2 separate regions of the Mus musculus genome follow, and region 1 is linked to region 2. Evidence: chromatin contacts called from public ChIA-PET data. All regions are on one chromosome and are shown on one strand. The core of a region is the stretch at or near the end of the contact, and the rest is flanking DNA. Distances in the headings are between cores, read along the strand shown.

Region 1 (2,775 bases), core at 249-2,748, 290 kb before region 2:
GCCAGCAAGTACTAAGCTACAACCCCTGCTTAGGAATTTTGTTTGAGGACTTAAAATGGGACTGTGGTTCTGACCCGTGGATATATTTAACCCAATCTTGCAGCGTGATAAGCACCTTGTCAATTTTGCTCCTAATGAGTAGGCCCGGTAGACTCCTGACAGGCAGTCACTTGATCAGTGATTTAGTTTCAGCCTAGCCACACAGATCTGTTAACTAAGAGTCCCCCAGTACTCCAATAAAGATAGCATTGTTTATTTCAGCCAGCAGGGGGCAGCATGTCCCAGAAGTTGAAGGAGGGGCCTTTTGGAAGAGAAACTGATTTGTGCAGGGTTACACCAGGATTCTGAATTGAGGAAAAGAAAGGCAAGGCACAGTTCTGTCCAAACCCCAGACCCGTGAGAGCCTGTAACCCACTGACAGGCAGCTGCATCGTGAGCTCCGAGGTCTCGAGTCCTCAGGAGCCGTGGGGATGAAGTCACCAGGATCGACCGATTCTAAAGTCAGCCGATCAAGACACGTGAGGGTGGAGCATGAGGTGTGCTGTTACTGAGATGTAGGATGGAGGAAGGTGAGGCCTGTAGGAGGTAAAAGAAGACAGCGCTGTGACAGGAGGCTGCCTCTGGGTTGGGATGTGGCTCAGTTAATAAGAGTACTTCCCTAACATGCATGAGGCTTTAGGTTCAATCCTCAGCACTGCCGACAGGTGTCAAGAAGCGAGGGTCAGAAGTTTATAGTTGCATTAAGCTACACAGAGCATCTGAGACCAGCTTGGGATACATAAGACTGTCAAAAAAGAAAGGCTGTAGCTGGGTAGATTTGTGTGTGTCTGATGCACATAGGACCCGAACCACTGCAGAAGGTGACCTGCTGCATCTGGCAATCTCAGAGCCCCGAAGGCCTGGAAAGAGGACCTCAGGAGGTGGGAGGGCAGCAAGGGTGAGCTGTGGGGCTCCTCCAGCCGAAAAGAGAGAACACTCCATGCTGACTCACTTAAACAAGTGTCCAGGGACAGAAGCAGGGCTTGGGCTGGGCGAGGTGCAGAAGGGAAGGGTTTTAACTTGGGCTGCACTGAACGAATTAAAACGCGAATGAGACACTGATGCCTAATGCAACCAAGGCAAACAGGGCTTTGAAACAGGACATCTGTCTGTGTGTCCTGGGGCCAGAGTGGCAGTGTGGGTATCAGAAGTCGGGAGGTTCTGAGGTTTGGACAGGAAGTGTCTCTTAAAAACTCAGGTGGCAGGCTTGCAGTGGCAGGTAGGACTTTCTCCTGGAAATGACTGGATCATGGGGTGCTGATATCTCATCAATGGGTTCATCCATGGATGGGGTCATGACAGGCTGGTGCAAACTGTAGGAGGAAGTGCCTGTGGAAGGAAGTAGGTCACTGAGGGAGGCGCGCCCGGGAAAGATTTATTGTGCGTCTTTACCCTACCCCGACCCCACACAATCTCTCTCTGCTTCCTGGTGACTGTGAGGGAAGCCATTTCCTTTCATCACATTTCTGCCTCACTGTGACATACCTAAACGCACAGGGCCAGACAGAGCAGGCCACAGTAACCGTTTCCTCCTTCCTGTTGTTTTCCTCAGTCATTTAGTGACAGCGAGGGAAAGTTACTAACACAGTCTGTCACCTGGAGGCATGGCCCATTGGTTTAAAATCAAGAGTTTGGGATTATGGTCAAGGATTAAAATGTGCCTGTTGCCCGAGAGTCAGGAGGAGAGACCTCTAAAACATGATGTGTCTAGAATGTGTCTCGCCCAGGAAGGCCTTCTAAAGAGGAGCCAAGAAGAGAATCAGACTCACTTAGAGGGTGGAGAAGCAAGGAAACAATGCAGGAACAGAGAACTTTCCCTAGTGCTGCTGGGACGGCATCAGAGAATAGCAAACCTCAGAAAGATGAGCAACCATTCACATTCCAGGTGTGCTCACAAGGAGAGGATCATGGGTGGGCACCAACACTTCTGTATACTCTGTTGACTTAGAGGTACACCAGACTCTGCTGGGGTTGTCTGGTACAGTGCATGGAATAATATGTAGCATGAAGATTCACGACGAATAGCATCAGATAACACAGAAAGCACCCAAGAGATAACAGGGGTCACAAGGCAGCGATGCAGCTCAGTGGTAGAGCTTGTGTAGTCTGTGCAACCCCGGTGTCAGTCCCTCTGCAGACAAAGCACAGTGAGTCTGTGGCAACAATTTGAACAGTTTTATTACGATTTCACACACTAGCTGGTTTGCCCATTTAAATGAATACTTCAACAATTTTAGTGTGTTAATTTGCGGATATGTGCAAGCACTGCCATAATTAGTTCAAAAATTCCCGTCACCTCAATGAGAACTCTCCGCCTTTAGCTGTCTCTCCACATAGCCGTCTCACATTCCTCCCTCAAGCCTGGAGCTTTCTGTCTCTAGACTTCTCTGTGTTGGACTTTGTATGTGAACAGCACCATCTAGTGTGTAGCCATGATGTGAATGGTTCTTCCAACTAGTTGAGATTCAACTACAGAAGGAGTGCATTGTTTGTTTTGTCCTAGTCAGGTTGGTTTTTATTTTATCTTATTTTCTTTCTTTGTTCCTTTTTTTTTCTTAGATAGCTGTTTGTTTTCGAATGGGGGGGGGGAAGATGTGGATTTTGGAGTATGGGAAGGTGGGGAGGAGCTGGGAGGAGCTAGAGAATGAAATCATAATTATAATATATGATAAAAATCTATTTCCAATTTAAAAAAAAAAGTCGAAAGCTTAGGTCATGGGCTCTGCCTTTGTGCGT
Region 2 (3,044 bases), core at 345-2,844:
GCCCTTTCATTTTTCCTAGGCTTTCCATAGTGCCCTGTTTAGTTATCTTTCTTCTGCCAGGTACAGGATGCCCTTTGCTAAATAAAAAGTCCTTACTGGCACCTGGGTCTAGTACCTATTAATGTTGTATCCTTAAAGCTACTTTCACAGGGGCCAAACAATGTGGTACAATATTCAGACATAGAGACCTTACAGTTCCTTAGTTAAGCACAGGCACTGTTGGGGTATCTGGTGTGGTTTTTCTCCAGCTGTTTGATGGCTATTGTGGTTGTGGACGTCACACAACTAGGAAGAGAACCCTTCTCCATATTTGCCTCCATCAGAGTGGCCTGTGTGGTATTTTCCTGACTGCTCATTGGTGGAGGAAGGCACAGTCCTTTATGTACAGCAGCAGCATGGGGCAGGTGGTTGTGGACTGTACTGCACAGCAGGTCTAGAGAGCCAGGGAAATAGGCAGAAAGCCTCCCTGCTCCTGCTTTCTTCCTTGTTCTCTGGATGGTGACTGCAACTTGTAGTCCTGTAGTGTTGTAGGTCCCATGTCCGACCTACCACAGAGCCAGACAGCAGCTTGGGGAGACAGAACTTGAAATGTTTGATTGGGCTTGCCTCACGAAGTGGCCCTGCCGGTGTTGGGCCTTAGGGACATGACTCGGAATGGGAAAAGGCAGTCTAAGGTAAGAGACAGCTGGAGCTGGTTCAGGAGTGCCCAGGTCTTGGAATTTGCTGCTGTGGTGGAGTTCCCAGGGTGTGGACACCCAGGCGCTGCTGGCAGTTCAAGGAGAGCTGAGAACGGAATCTGGGACCATGGGCTAGATCTAGCCTGGGACCTGGGGGAAAAAGTGGGGAGCTCCGGGTGGTCCCACAGGAAGAGTCCTTGGCTTGAAGGTGGTTGGCTTAGAGGAGGTTATGTCTGGGAGCAGAGAGACCTTCTATGAGAGATTAGACAGTGGCTCTGTAGGCAAAGGAGTTCTCCATGACTTCCTAAGGCGGATCCCGATGAAAAGAGCTAGTCTATGGTTCTGAATCATTTATTGCCATGGTGCAAAGGGGGTGTGTAAAACCATACCCCACTTCTCAGGGTGGCCTGAGATGAAATACCTTTTGCAGGGAGGAATATCTGGGAAGGAAAGCTTATTGGCTATGTCCTCAAGGCCTCTCGGTACCTCATTAGCATGGAGATCTGTTGTAAGCCTATATGACCACAGGTCACTGTTTTGTTTTTTCTAAATGAAGGGGGCTTGGTGTATTTCCCTTATGTGACTGATGGCCATAAATGTATAGGGGGCTGTGGCTAGTGATAGGAGCCTGGTGCCCAGGAGCAGGTAAAGCTTCTATAGACCCTTCAGGGTCCTCAGGGCTTCTAGCCTTGTCTCAACCAAGTACCAGGCTACCTCTCATGGTCCACAGGCCCACATAGCTCAAATGGAGCCTTTCCTCCCCTGACTTATTTTGGACCTGTGCTTTATTACATCACTTTTAGAGCACTTTTAAAATGACTTCTCAGAGTTGAAAACGTGCCAGCACACTGCCCTCAACTTGCACTTCCTCTCAGATTGCTGTTTGCAGTCTCCACCCACATTTAGAGAAAAAGAAACTAGAACCTCAAAACTCACAGAGGCACTTCAAGGACCGCAAGTCCCCACCCAGCCATGGCCCAAGAGAAGCCAGGGTGTTCTAACCCAGTTCCCAATGGTGAGTTCTAAGTTTCAGGTCGGCAGGAAGGTCCCACACTCCACTTCTCTCCAGGGAGACTGCAGGACACTGCTGAGGGTGGGTTGGGGCTCACAGCATCTGGGAAATCTGTAGGCACTGGGGACCTCGGGAAGCTAAAAGCTATTCTGTCCATGATTCATAGGACTGGGGGTTCTACATTGTAAAATTAATACTCAAGACATGCTGTTGGGAAGGAAAGGTAGACTCTATTGTGGATGCTGGAAACCTGGAACGGAGGCCCCAGTCTTTGAAGACAATTGGAGAAAACTGACAATACTGACAAACTGACTAGGGTTGTGTGTTGCGAGTAGACTTCAGTATCTGAAATTTTGTGTTGTGCAGGCTGATGTTTTAAGGATCATCCCATGGTGGGAATCTCCTTGAGATGGTTTTCTCCTATCATGAGAGAATCACAATCCAGGCTTTTGTCAGGTTTGCGGCCCACAGGCTTCTGGATCAATCTAGAAAATGATGAACTCAAGAATGCAAAAGAAATCTTATTGGGGTAAAGAAGCAGAAGTAATGCACGGAGGACAGCAGGGATAACTTGAATACTGGTGTTGACAGGCTAGCACAGCTCTGCCCCAATCCTCTCTCTCCAGGAGAAACCTGGCCCAAAAGTCAAAGCAGGAAATACAGATACAATAGGAAGGTACTAATGCTAAACCTTTTCAGGCCTTTCAAGCAACAGGGATAGAAGTGATCACTGCTCAAGGGAAGCCACCATTTTCAACAAAAGCATGCTTCCATCCCTGAAACAACCCAAGGATCCATTATACTCACCCACTTGGTAGAGATGTCTGCAGCCAAATTTAGAGTTGAGTAGTGATTTATTTCAGCCTTTAACTATCCTGCAACTAGTATATTCTTGAGGTTTATTTTGTGTATGACTGTCTTGCCTACATAAATATCTGTATATCACATGTGTTCTTGATGCTGTATTGTATGGAGAAGGCAGCATAGGATTCCCCCTGGATGGAGCTTTTGACTTGGTTATAGCTCATCATGTAGGTGGTAGGAACTGAGCCAAGGCCCTCTGCAAATATGCATAAGAGCTCCTGTTTACTGAACCGTTGTTCTATTTTCTCGTATGTATGTATATGCGTATGTATGTATGTATGTATATACATGGAATCAACCTTTGCTCTCCAGTCCTGTCTCTGCCCGTAGATATGTGCAGCTCTCAGACATCATCAGAGAATTTCTAAATGTTTTATTCATTTCAGTAAGGCCTCTAGAAGTTTTTCAGTCACACCATAGCCAACCTTGTGGCTTGCTATGTTTCTGTTTCTCTCACTGGTCCTCAGCACTGAGCAGAGGCTGCACCACAC

What was found. ChIA-PET counts read pairs in DNA pulled down with a chosen protein or histone mark.
Region 1: a contact with region 2 is called in an RNA polymerase II ChIA-PET map of memory CD8 T cells, with 5 times the contacts expected there. The contact joins two enhancer-like sites. A contact is called at or near these places in 1 of 15 datasets of contacts at CTCF or cohesin (stem cell-derived epiblast-like cells), 3 of 484 Hi-C or Micro-C datasets (the G1E-ER4 cell line, cortical neurons and uterus), 2 of 115 datasets of contacts at active chromatin or transcription factors (embryonic stem cells and memory CD8 T cells) and 2 of 9 other capture datasets (embryonic stem cells and macrophages).

The regions. Positions count from the first base shown.
Region 1 is chr14:59,553,859-59,556,633 of GRCm38.p6, reverse strand. No RefSeq gene overlaps it. Among named protein-coding and RNA genes, the nearest start is that of Cdadc1, 43 kb to the left of the region's middle. Within about 2 kb of position 1,498, at least 54 of the 459 cell types and tissues checked have an H3K27ac peak or open chromatin away from gene starts, as enhancers often do. A contact at or near this core is called in memory CD8 T cells, where this site is marked.
Region 2 is chr14:59,258,786-59,261,829 of GRCm38.p6, reverse strand. It overlaps the pseudogene Phf11. Among named protein-coding and RNA genes, the nearest start is that of Phf11a, 37 kb to the left of the region's middle. Within about 2 kb of position 1,594, at least 63 of the 459 cell types and tissues checked have an H3K27ac peak or open chromatin away from gene starts, as enhancers often do. A contact at or near this core is called in memory CD8 T cells, where this site is marked.